Linked DNA regions of Anas platyrhynchos: region 1 is linked to region 2. The links are chromatin contacts, called in public Hi-C maps. All regions are on one chromosome and are shown on one strand. The core of a region is the stretch at or near the end of the contact, and the rest is flanking DNA. Distances in the headings are between cores, read along the strand shown.

What was found. A called contact is a pair of places that touch in the nucleus more often than the background predicts.
Region 1: a Hi-C map of subcutaneous adipose tissue shows a contact between it and region 2, with 2.4 times the contacts expected there. The contact joins the promoter of ITGA4 here to the enhancer-like site in region 2. A contact is called at or near these places in 5 of 8 Hi-C or Micro-C datasets (F1 follicle, F5 follicle, liver and 2 more).

Annotation. Positions count from the first base shown.
Region 1 is chr7:25,350,893-25,357,728 of IASCAAS_PekinDuck_T2T, reverse strand. It overlaps ITGA4 (integrin subunit alpha 4), which reads right to left and starts at 4,516. Exons shown (of 28, transcript XM_027461081.3): 1 at 3,514-4,516; 2 at 3,307-3,428. The coding sequence starts at 3,707.
Region 2 is chr7:25,177,951-25,184,302 of IASCAAS_PekinDuck_T2T, reverse strand. No RefSeq gene overlaps it. Among named protein-coding and RNA genes, the nearest start is that of UBE2E3, 70 kb to the right of the region's middle. Within about 2 kb of position 3,267, at least 1 of the 8 cell types and tissues checked has an H3K27ac peak or open chromatin away from gene starts, as enhancers often do.

The sequences.
Region 1 (6,836 bases), core at 3,267-5,766, 170 kb before region 2:
CACCAGCTACATGAGAGCTGCTTCTATTACTCTGTAACAGGCTGAGGCCCAGAAGGTCCTGTCCTCCTTCCACAGTAAGGACATTTCCAAGTAGATCACTGGCAGAGTATAATCGATGCAAGTGAGATCAAAAAGCCAAAGTATCAAAGGCAAAACTTACTGAAATCAAGGCTGAAGAAACACAGGTCTGCCTTTTGGAGAAAGCCATTAACTGCTCACTTTTCCATTGTAACGATTCAGCTGGGGGAGCTAGAGGGCAATTTGTTCATAGGTTAATTGCAGCTGGGACTTCTTGGAAGGGTGGAAGGCTGATACTGTGGGCAGAGCTTGCTGGCCTGATTTTAAAAGAACATGCACTGCGTTTACTGTATGTATTTGTAGTTGAAACTTTTTTGTTTTGTTTTGTTTACACTTGATGGCAATTTTTGTAACTAGTTTGCTGTCCAATTAATCATTCTCAGTTGCAAATATGAGAGCAATTTTCTTGAAGAATTTCTATAACATTTTGCATGTCCAAAATGTAACAGGTCAAAACATTTGAAGAACATTGCGCAAGTCCCCTTGCAGTAATGTATTACTATCCCCAAACTGACCTGGACAAGGCCTTGAAATTGAAACACAAGCTAGCAGACTGATGGTGTTCTGAGTAACATACCTGAGGCATTCTATGTTGTATTTGTGCCTACAGATGGATTACAAGCCTCTGCATCTAACATAAGCCATCACCGAAAAATACTCCAATTATGAATAAATCAGTAGGCTTGAATATTTGAAACCACTGACAGAAGTACTAGAACTAGAAAAACAACTGAAAACTTTGCTCCACTGTTCAACCATCACAGTGAGATTTAAAAGTTTCAATGAGGGTCCGTGAAGACCAAGATTTACTAGTGTATCTCATGACTCCCCTTAGTTCTTAAACAAGCCCACATCCCTGTGACACTCTGAACAACAGTAAAATTATCTAAAGTATGCCTAGATGAGTTATTTTCAGATGCTTGGATGACTGTAGCATAAGACTGTTCCAACCAAGTCTTTCTCTATTGAGCAACCACATAGAAATGTGTGACATAGAAAACACAACAACAGTTTCATGTGATCAGAGGCTTCTTAATTGTGCATGAATCCTTCATTAATTAGATAAGCCAGTTTCAAGGCTACTTTAGTGAAAAATGGCAACAAAGTGTCTTAACATGTTTATGTCTAAGTACTTCAAATCTATTTATTACAGAGTTCTGACATTCAGAAGAAGGAAAAAAAAAAAAACAAAACTTCTGTTGCCTGTTGTCACCTCTATATTTCTATGACACAGGATCAGAAACTTATTACCTCAGAGATTCTTTTACTGAAAGAAATGTGAATCCAGGTATTTAAGAGAAAGATAAAAATGGCTATTTCTCAGTTTGCCTGTCCCAGCAGTGTAATATATCCCTGCACATTTTTCACAGAAAAATATCCTTTTCTATGAGCTCAGAATCCAAACTTGGCAAGAATCCAAGCAGAAAAAAGAACAAGGAGGTCACTGACAGAAAGACATGGTGCTGATAAAACCATTATGTCCCAAAGTTGCTGACAGCCTGAATGAGTTAGACAGGAGATAATTAAGTTCAGCTTTGCAATTGCAAATTCCCTTGTGTATTTCTGTGACCGCTCAGCAGGATGACAGAAACTTAACGAAGCTCAGATACTAATCTACTTAATTTACATCCCATGCACCACAGCATGGTTTGGCTTCTTTACTGACCTTACTTCTTGTTTTAGTGGAACACTTCTTTGAAGTACCTATGCAACTTCAGAAATACTTTTGAAGGACCCATGTGATTTCAGAAATACTGTTGATGTACCTTAGTGTTATAAAGATGTCACCTATCACTAATGAAAACAAACATTTTGAAAAAGCGTCTTGTGGTATTACTGTTTTTAGAAGTCCAGGACAAGAGAGTAAACATCGTTGTGCAACCTACAACCTCTAAATCCAGGGACGGAAGTGGTGTTAAACTAAGTCCTTGGTACCACATAAACATTTTCGTTCACCTGTTGCACCGTTTCATTTAGAAACCCCTAAGCTACTGAAGAAAAGCCTACCAATTTCCTTTGTTAGAGGCTTTTGTATCTCCACTGGCTAAATGAATAAGTCAAGTACTGCAGAGGTATTGCAGCTTTCAAAGAAGTTAAAACCTTACTACCCTTTGCCTCATCTACACAGTGAGGGGCTGTTTTAGCCTCCAACCCAGTAGGGCCTTAGTGCCTTTTTAGCATATGCTCTTTTACCCATTTAGTTACTTCTTTGGCTTTTCCAAGCCTCTTAAACAAGCAATTGGAGAAGAAAGCCCTTTCTTATATATCATTTTTCCAATAGATCTGATGTTGGAATGAAATCACTCAGAAAAAAAAAAAAAAAAGTGCTTGGGCTGGAATAACTTTAATTCAGTTTCCACGAGCAACTGCTTGTATCTTAGTTTTCTGTAGTTCAGTTACAAAATATAACTCTTACTTCAGTCTGTAGGAAAAAAGTTGATAGAACCCACCAATTCTAATTTTCTAGAGAAATTACTGTTGTAACTTTTTTTTGTAACAGAATCCTGCATTCTGTCCTCAAAGCACATCAGTTCATGGTGCGTTATCATTTCCACTGGTTTCAAATATTTTGAAAACTCTTTCCCGCGCTTCTTATCCTCACTGGGCGGCAAGTTCATGGTTTTAACGGCTTGGACAGTTTTGGTTACAGCAGGAGAGAAAGTTCAGGAAACTTTTAACATGCAACGTGGAGGTAGAGTGGAGGTACCATATGCAAGGAGGACGAGAACAGACCCCAGAGCAATTCAGGCATATTCACAGTAACCCACCGCAAAGCGTGCTCATTTTGAGCAAGTACCTGAAAAACGCATCCAGTTACACCTTCTGGGACCGTAGCAGCAGAGAGGAGTTGGGTTAACACAGGAGCTGGAAAAACTGCCTGGGTCACGAGTAGTTTTGGTGCTCGGAAAGAGGATTTACCCAGCGGGCTGCGCCCACCCGGGCTCCCACGGCGCGGCTTCGCGCAGGGATGGCCGGGCACATGGTGCCAGCCCCAGCCCCCTCTGCCAGCTGCGGCCGCTTAACGCAGAGCCGCGAGGGGAGGCACCGACTCCCCAGCGAGGCTCTGGGAGGTGCGGGACCCCCCTACGGTCCGGCCCGATGGGGCAGCCGCACCGGGCTCGCCTTTGGTCCCAAGGCGGTCGCCGGTTGCTCTCAGAGCGGCAGCGGAGGCACAGACAGACCGCCAGACCGCCCGCCCCCCACTCCCTCTCTCCATCCCTCACTCACCCAGCTGGAGCTGCTCGCACTGCCTGCGGGGGTTGCTCCCGATCCGGCACCGGAAAATGGCCCCGGGGCTGTCCACCGAGCTGTTGGCCGGCCAGCTGGCCCGCGGGGCGCCCGCCACCAGCCTGCGGGGCACAGACGGCGGCGTGAGGGGCCGCAGGGGGGGCTGCAGGCTCCGGCTCCCCCCCGGCAGCCCCGTCCGAGACTCACCATCGCTCCTCGCCGTGGCTGTGCAGCAGCACCGAGTACCCGAAGAAGGTGCCGGTGCCCCCGCGGAACAGCAGCGGGTGCCGGGTGTCCAGGTTGTAGGGCCGCGCCGTCGGCAGGCGCTGCCCCAGCAGCAGCAGCAGCAGCGGCAGAAGCAGCGGGGCGGCGCAGCCCGCAGCCCTCCCGCAACTCCGCATGGCTCCGGCCGGCTGCAAGCACCCGGCCGCCCGCCTCCCCGCTCCGCTCGGCGAGGGGCAGCGCCGCCCCCGCCCTGCCCTGCCCTGCCCTGCCCTGCCCCGACACCGGGCAGCCCGCGCCCTGCTCCCAGCCGGGCCGAGCCGAGCCGGGCCGGGCGGCTCCCTCCCTCAGTTCCCGCAGCCGTGCGGGGTGTCCCCTGCGGAGCGGGGGGGGACCGCTCGGCCGTGCCGCCGCCTCCTCCCGCGCCGCGGCAGCCCCTCTCCCTCCTCAGGCGGCGGAGGTCGGGTTTCTCCCCGCCCCGCCCGCGCACAGGGGGTGCTGCAGGACGGGGCACGGCCTCCGAGCCTCCCCCTCGGGCCTCCCCGCGGCCCCCGGGAGCCCCTTGCCCGGTGTTCGGGTTGGGGGGAGGTTGGGAGATGGAGGGAGGCTGTTCCCAAAATGTCCTCGCCGGCTTCCTCGCCCTGGCGCGTTGGATTTCCCGCTCCCCTGAGCGCGTCTGCCCCGAGTCCCGGCGTGGAAATCCAGCCAAGCCCGGGTCCGTCCTCAGGGAGGGAAACTGCGGTCAGATTTGTGCCTTCCTTTTGGAAGTTAAAAAAGTCCTCGTGTCTGTGCTGCTAGCCTTCCTGCCCCTCGGCCGTTGCACTGGGGGGAACTCCCGGGCCCCCCTCTCGGTGGGGAGGTACCAGAGGTACCAGAGCCCCAAAACCAGCGTCCTAACGGCCAAGGACAGTCCTGAGCCCCATCCCGCCCGTGTTGCACAGGACCACTCCCTGCCGATGACTTCCTTCCCTGTGGGACGGAATCAGAACAACCCCTGGCACTTTGTTCACATTTGAAAATGAAATTTCACGTTCCTGTTCAGTTTTGCATTCCAGTTGAGTAGCTGGTAAAGTTACCATCCGGTCCGCTGGACTGCACAGGAGTAAAGAAAAATTTGAGCATCGTGCAGGAGACCTGATGCTTAGCAGGCCCTGTAAAAGGCTCCCTTGATCTTAGTAAGGAGCTTGGTTCTGTGTGTTTCCAGAGTCAGTCACTGAGTCTCGATTTAGCTCACATTGGGTTGGGTGTGTGTTGAAATCAAGGCTGTTACTCCACAGACAAACCTTGCCTCGCTGAAGTTCCTTGAATAGCAGAGCTTCCCCACTGCTGCAGTACTACAGTAGCACAGCTACGCACTATGGTAGTTTCAGTTACAGGTACAAGAGCATAAGCGGTTCTTCAAAGAGGAAAAATTAGTTGTAAAGACTATTTACTGTAGCTGGGAGACATCCACTGTCATTTCAACTGCTGAATATTACACGCATTAGAAATAACTGTGAGATGGTAGAGTACCAACCCCAAATAGAAATTCAGAACATGGCATTTTAAGCTTCTTGGAATAAAAAAACCCTCTCATTTCCAGTCAGTTAATCAAAGTGTGGAAAAATTAACACTTCTGCTAAATGCAGAGCAACTACCAGAGTGGGACACTGAGTGATACATCTTGTCCTTCTAAGCGCATTCAGGTGTATAATGCCTGTAATGGGATTAGTGCATTGCAAGGCCTGACAGGCGGTCAGTCAGTTAGCACCGTGTCTTTTTTTGAAGTACTCATGTCTAGAACCATCAGAGGGCTTCCCTGGATAGCACGGGTGTGGAGCAGTGACTGTTTCATGTAAAGGAGCTAAACAGCCCCTCAGCAGCCCTTCATCTTCCTTCCAACTACTGACATCAAAGGAGTTATGACAATCAACAGCAGCTGTGAATCTGCATTTCTACTAGGCAGGTTTTCACTGTCATTCTGAAAGCAGCAGAACAGGCATGATTCAAATCTGAAAAGCTAAATTGTGGTTTAATTGAACCACCATTTCACCACTATTCTGACCACTTAGCCTGGTTTTGGGGACTTCCAGGCATTTCTCCAAGAAATCATTACAATTCTTGGGTTTGTTTCTTGTTCACAAAAAAGGACACAAAGCTCTATCCCTTGAAAATCAGAGAGGGGAAGAGCCATCTCTCAGCCTCCTTTACCCTGGCAATTTTATGGTCTAGGAATTTCTGTCCTTTCTGCTCTCTCTCATGACCAATTTTATGTCTATCATTTTGAATATAGCTGATGCAGAAAACATGAATGCAACCGAGCAATCTCTTTGCAGCTGTGTTTCTAAACATTTGGGGGGACCCCACCCTAACCCTTGAATATGTGACTTGTTCCTCACACTAGGTATTGCGGCTTATCAACCGGTGTCATAGAAAAGGGATAAATGTACACAAGCTGTTTGTGGTACCCAGAGACAAGTCAGTCTCTTGAGACTGGTGTGGCTGAGAGTTTAGGGAGAGATGTGCAGCTGAAAGTTACAGTGACTTTGTAGAACCTCCAGTCTAGTGGCTGCTAAAGAGAAAGAGGGCAGCACAGTTGCTACATGACAAGAAGAGGTGGATCCTAAAGCCATGGGATTCAGTTGTTAGTACATAAACAGCTGTGTACTTGGTGCAGATGAGAAACTTACTGTACCTTGCTTGTCAGAAAGAGATATCTATTTTTTCCTAGACTGTGTTAGACATTGGAACAGGCTGCCCAGGGAAGTGGTGGAGTTACCATCCCTGGAAGTCTTTAAAAGACATTTAGATGTAGTGCTTAGGGATATGGTTTAGTGGGGACTCCTTGTGTTAGGTCAGAGGTTGGACTCTATGATCTTGAGGTCTCTTCCAACCTAGAAATTCTGTGATTCTGTGATTCTGTGTTAGAGTAGATGCAGTCAGGATTCACCAAATATCAAGGAAGTCTGTGGAAGGTAAATCTCCTGGACTGTGAGAAAACTATTTTGAGAAATACTTGAGGTTTTCAGTATCAGTCAGGTGCAGGGCCAGGCAGAAGCAATAAAACCTCAATGCAAAACTAACAAAATGGTGTAAGAGAGAATTTGAGTTTCAAGGATTCAGAAAACTTGCAGAAAAGGTGCAACTAACACTGGAAGCCAAGTATTGGTATTTACAAAGAAAATACACATTTATATTTACTTCACAAATATGGATACTGAAACTATCCTGAAATAATGAAAATAAATCCTTCCCAAAATAATCTTGCCACTATGCTATCTGGACAAGCTATCTCCCATAGTTCTCTGTGAGTTAATAACACTAAAGCA
Region 2 (6,352 bases), core at 2,018-4,517:
GTTATTTTTCATGGAATTTATTGAGAAATTTCCTCTGCATTTTTAGTCAGCTGAAGCCACTGCATTCTGGCTGCCCTTTCTGGGGGTGCTAGCTGTGTTTGGGAATACACCTGTGCAAGTGGTAACATTCAAATGGAGCGCTCTGATCTTACCCTAGCAAAATGCCTGAATAAATTCCCTTTGATATTCCCCAAATGCATTTTTTTTTTCCATTTCACAGCTTTCAAAATTTCAGCACTTTATTCTGTCATGGGATGAAAAAAAAAAATCTGAAATGTTAGGATCATCGCTTATTCACAAGCGTGCAGCAGAAGCAGACAACAAGTGAGGTTTAAAATTCTGTTCTGCTTGAAATGATGTCTGGACAAACTTTTAACATGAAAAATTCTGTGGCACGGTTGAAGCCATTGGTTATTTGCAGCTGTTGATGTGTTAATCCAGCAGGGGGAAGAGAAAACTGAAAGGATGTTTCAGCCATAGGGTTTATATTTATATATAAAATTAGTATACAGTTAAAGCTGACAGCATGCTTACATCTGGATCCTGTATGATAGCAGTCAATACATTTAATATGGCAAGTGGCATAAAGCAGGATTAGATAAGGTTTTCTCCTTAGCCATGTTTCTCTTTTGAAAAGAATATTTATAACAATGTTCCCCACAAATCGCATAGCAATGCTAAGTACAGTTGGGAAATGCTCCCTGCACCAGCTGCACCTCCCCAAAGGTTCTCTCCCTGTGCTCCAGGCAAGCCTGCTGCGAGCTGCCTCTGGGGCAGGATTTTCAGCAGTTTGACCTCAAAAACCAAAACCTGTTAGAGCATTCCCCAAATGAGGTGGTGTAACCAGGCTTGAAAAAATAGGTTGGAATAGGACCTCACCCAAGATCGATGTTTAGAGCTAGATTATGAGGAACTTGAGAAAAAAAAAAAATGTGAATGTGAGCTTTGGGGAAGCCTGCACTCCACACCTGGGGCATAGGCCTGGAGGTTTGTGGTTTGACGTTACCCACCCACGTGATGTGGTCCCCAAGTGCTCACTGACCCTGAAACCACACTGAGCCCACTCCCACTGCCAGCTCGTGCTCTTTGCAGGCTGAGCACACAGGACCTTAGCACGAATTTTTCATGAAACGCCTAAACGAAATAATGAAACCATCCCCTTGTACCCCAGTGCTGAGCACCTCTGTGTGTGTCACCTCCATGCTTGGCAGTGCAGCTGGGGGCTGGCTGCCTGACGCTATCCTCAGCCTAGCAGAAAAGAATAGGTGAATATGTGAAGTACAGGTAGCTGTAGCGTGTTGTACTGACCTGTGCCCACTGCAACGTGCCACCCAATAGCTGGAAGTGATGAGGGGAACTGGCACTGGAAATGCTTTCACCTGAGAGTCAACAAGGGTGAGAGCTCATGCCTGTACATACACTGCATGCACTTTTAAATAATAGAGACATGACTGAAGTTAAAGTAGATGAGAGATAATGCCGCTAGTCTTTCTCTAGGCTATAGGTATAACATGGGCAAACATTTGTTGCTGTCAAAGAATATGCAATTCACAGCCTAAAGAAAAAAAGTGTAGCTGTGTTTTCATCTAAGCCCACTAAAGACCTAAAAGAAAAATGGGCACGATTTGTGCAGTCAGGAGTAAGCTCTGCTGGAGTCATTCTGTGTCTGAATAAGGGTAAACAAAACATTATGAATATAGAAATAATGAAATACAACAGGATTTATATTAGGAGAGGGATTTTGCTTATATAAATACATAACTTGAGTGCATTTATGTGTCATGTAGTCTAAACGATGAGAGAGTGCAAGCACCACAGACAGGTAATAAATAAAGCCTTTAGAAGTGCAGAGTCTGGCACGTCCATCATGAAATGGAAGCATTCAATAGAGAGGAAAATTGGCCAGCCACTGACAGAAGAAGGAGACTTATCTATTAAGGGAGGGGAGATAATATCCGTGTAGTATTTCATAGATGTTCCTGGTAACTAGTCATGAGGATCCACCTGTGCCAGATTCCCAAGGTTACTTGTTAGTGCCTGCATTGAATAGCACCAGAAAGCAACACAAATGGAAAGAAGTCTCCCGTAATCTCCTGTTAAGCACAGAGCAGCTCCAAGTCAGGAGATAACCTCTCCATCCCGCAGAGCTTGCAGCCCCCAGGTTAGGATGGGTTTAGCTCTCAGCGAGCTGCCAAGTGTGTTGCAGGGAGAGAGGGCAGCTCGCTGTGACCGCTGAGCGGAGCAGGCTTCTCCTCGCCTCCCTGCCTCTGCTCCAGCTCCAGGCTCTGAAGCCTCATCCACACCTCCTTGACCCTGAACTGAGCAGAGGTGCCTGAATACAGCTGCCCAAAGCTAGGTCTTTTTTCTCCTCTGTCCCCTGACTGCAGGTTTAATGAGCCGGGTTGGCTGGTAGCTCAATTACAGCTCCCAGTAAGTCCAGTTCTGGGTGCCCAGCATGTGTTGTAGCCGCCCAGAGACAGGGGCTGGGGGAAACTTCCTAGCCCTGGTTGCAGCACTTGGGTTCAGCCAAACTTAGCATGAGGGGTGTCAGATGCTACATCAGGCAAATGCCAGCAGCACCAAATTCACTCATATATGCTATTAATACCTCATCTTCAGGTGATTTCTTGCATATTTCCTTTTTTTTTTCTTTTTTTTTTTTTTTTTTCTTTCAGGTAGGGTGATTCCCCACATCTGCACCAGTGCAACACCTGCTGGTTTTAGTGCAGCTAGTACAGGGCCAACAAAAAATGAGACTGGTGATGTCTGAACCTTTCAAAGTCTTTTGTGTGAGACAGCTGGACTATTCACTTTCCATACATGAAGAATCAAAAAAACTCTCTTTTTCTTTTCTTGTCACTTTATTTTTTTTCTATAATTTCAGCAAAGATGGAGTTCCTCCAAAAAAAATACATTCATTTCTTAATGCTGGAGGCATTTAGGAAGGATGTGGAGAGCAAGCAAATTGCCAGCAATTGGTGTGTCTACATGTAGGGATGCAGCCTAAACCATAGCACTGATAACTCACAGTAAAGAAGTGCCTTATTTGGGGAACATTACTTGAGCAGAACTCCTGCTGTTGACAGGAGCTTTGCCCACATACACGATTTCAAATTTGGTTAAAATCGTGGCATTCACTTTTCTGTCAAGCAGCAAACAGTCTCTCAGGGTTTTGCGTCTTTGGGAACCCAGCCTGCCTGTGGCCACCGCTGCCTCTGAGTCACCCTCTGATCAGCCTGAAGCTGCTGGCAGCTTCCCCCACCCAAAGCTCTTTGTTTCCCATTTCCCCTTTCAGGGGCAGGGCAGAGCAGGCCTGCCTGGTGAGGGGTGTCAGGGATCAGGGCTCCGTGCCTGCAATGCTGACTGGGAGGGTGGGAAGATGCTTTTTGCAAGGCTGTTGTCTTTACTCTCCATGCCTTAGGGCAGATGTTTCTGCTTTACACCCTTGCACGCGTGGCTTCAGAAACACAAGGCTGTCCCATGTCTAGTGATGTGGCCATACTCATCAGCTGTCAGTGGACAATTTTTAGATTCACTATTAAACTGCATTGTGTGTTCCTGAAATGGAGTTTTTCTTTGCCTGACTAAGACTCTGCAGATTTGGCTGTCTTGTTGTTTGCTCATTTTTAATTGCTCGTGCAACGCCATGGTTCAAGCTAATAGCAGGAGTCTTGAGGCGTGTTCTGAAAATCCTCAGGTTTTGAGAGACTTTTGTCTTTTTCCTGCTTTTTGTGCCAGCCACTGTCAGCTGATTTGACATAAGTTGTTCCTGGAAGAACCAGCAGCTCACATTAGCATGAAGACCTAACTGGCAACTTGTGCAGGATGGGGTGGTTCAGTTTTATGTGGTTTTGACACATTTCATGGGGTAACTTCAGTCACAGTGAGGGATGCTCTCCATGATGGAGAGAAGGAGCAGAAGGAGTAACTGATTTCAGGCAAAAATGCAGGAGCTGGGTTTCCCTGTAAGGCAGAGGAGAAGTAACCCACTGCTGTCACGAGAGACAGCAGTGTAGAGAGCCACGTTGTGTTTCCATGTTGTGGAGAGCCCCAAGCGCTCTCTGCATGGATGGTGAGTATCTCTGGTACTGAGAACTATGTATCAATTTCTTTCCTCTGCCAGCATCGTTCCCACCTCTGCAACAGCAGTGCTCCTATCCTAAAACACCTGCACCACTGCTTATATCAGCCCAGCATTAAATCTATTTCTTGTCCTTCGCTGTGTCTTTTTCCTGAAACTGCTGAGCAATACTAAAGATAAATAGCTCAGTAGCTTGGAGCACTGCTCTCAGTAGAGCCTGAGGTATCCCAGGCCCTGGGTAGGTTTAATACAATTATGACTTTGTAAAAGATGGAAATATGGGACTGATTAACATACATGTTGAAGTTAGCATAACATAGCAATACTGACCCACCTACAGGAATCCCAGGAGAATCTGCAGGAGAATATTTAAACCAAAATGTCCAAATTTGTATTCCAAAAGTTTATGATGTTAACCTGTTATCAGCATGTGACTCGATTTCAAAGGCTTTTGTGTTGATGCTAATGTACAGACCTGCCTTTACCTTCAACAGATAGGAAAACATTGGAAGTATTAAAAGACCTTCTCTCTCTGCTGTGTCATTTGAGGAATTCAGAGTGCTAAAGAATGAGCTCAGATCCCACTGTGTACATAATGCGAGACTCTTTTCCTCCTGCTTATCACTTTACGTTTAATTATATTGAATTTATTGACTGTTTTAAAATCTGGTCACTTTAAATTATTTTGATAGTTCTTCATGGTCAGCGTTTCTCCTACGTGCTTTGAATAACTACAAATCCGCAGCAAACTTTGTCCCCTTAGCGTTCAGCCCATTATTTCTTGTTTGCTTTTATTAGCTTCCCTTATCCTGTAGCTGGCTTCTTTCTTCATATTTTAAAAAATATTTCCTGATAAGAGCTTTGCTCTGAGACCCAATATGCCTTCTCTGCAGAAATGGGCTTCTTTAAATACTTTCCAGTCTGCTTACAATGATTTTATTCCTTTGAATGTACTGCTAGGGTACTGTGAACAGGCTTCTTCATTTTCATGTAGTTCTTTTTTTTTTTTTTTTTGATTTTCTTTTTCCGAATATGTCTTGGTTTCTGGCGATCCAGTATGGATGCTGAACAGAAGTTTATTTAAGGCCCTGTGACAGAGTAGTTCTGCAGAGGCAAAATTTGCCAGCAACAGGCAGGGCTGTGGTATTTCTGTTTTCAGTGCTAGGCTTTGTCCCTCTCCCTGCCCAGCCCTGACCCAACGTGGTAAGAGTGATGAAGGGCGCCTCAGAAGGCAGCTGGGGCAGGGAGATCAGCACCTTCCTGTCCATGTCTTTTGTCCAGCAATCAAATTGCCATCGGTCTCCCTGGGAGGAGGCTGAAGAGTGCTGTCCATCTGCTCATTTGCCACCAGTCAGGCCTACCTCCAGAACAATGGCTTTGTTTTCTCCTCTCCTACTGCCTTGCTCCTCTTGCTTACCAGACATGTCCTGCAGGCCAGTCCAAGCTTTTGGTTTCTTGTTTTGCAGTCAGGCTTTGTTTCTGCCCTGTGCATTGTGCTGGATTTCTGAGCTGGTCCTCGGCTGCTGGCTCTCCATAGAGCAGCCCCACGCTGAGCGTGGCTGGCTCCTCGCCACCTGCTCCTCTGATAAGAGGATGGGTGTCAGAACAAAGCTGGCGGCATGAATTGGCATGATGAGGTGAGAAAGTAGGGTGCACAGTGCTCCAGCTGAGGCTTGCCAATGTAATTGCCCTTCAGGCAATAATTCTTGCCAGTGCGATGGCCTCCAGAGATCTTCTGCACGCCAGCGTAAGCCAGAGCCACTTCTGCTTCCCCATCACTCAGCTGCTGTGAGCGTTAACCTTATATTAATTCAAGGCTGAACCCCTAGATTCACATTAGCTAGTCTTTCATAATAACAAAGTGACAGAAATTACTTCTTCTTTCCAAACCCTTTTAGGAAAAGAAAGCAATAGCAAGGTTTGGAAGGGTGGTCTGGGAAGAAAAATCTTCAGAGCTGGGGCACATTACCTAGGCCATGAGCTAGGTGTGCTCACCTGGTGCCTGCAGCCTGCTTGGCACTTGCTGCAGCACCTCGGTTGTTTTTAAACCAGCAGAAGCAACTCCCAAAGCTGCTTTCTCTGTGCGTCCTTAACCATGGCACATAACAGCAGCCACTGGTGTGGCAGCATGAGCAGGACAGCAAAAGCTACCATATGCTTAAGATGGAGAAATGAAACAGGGGCAAGACCTGAAAACAGCAAGTTCGATCCTTTAGTTTTCTGCAATGCTTAAATCTTAGCCTCCAAGACAGCCAGATCCTCACAGTTAAA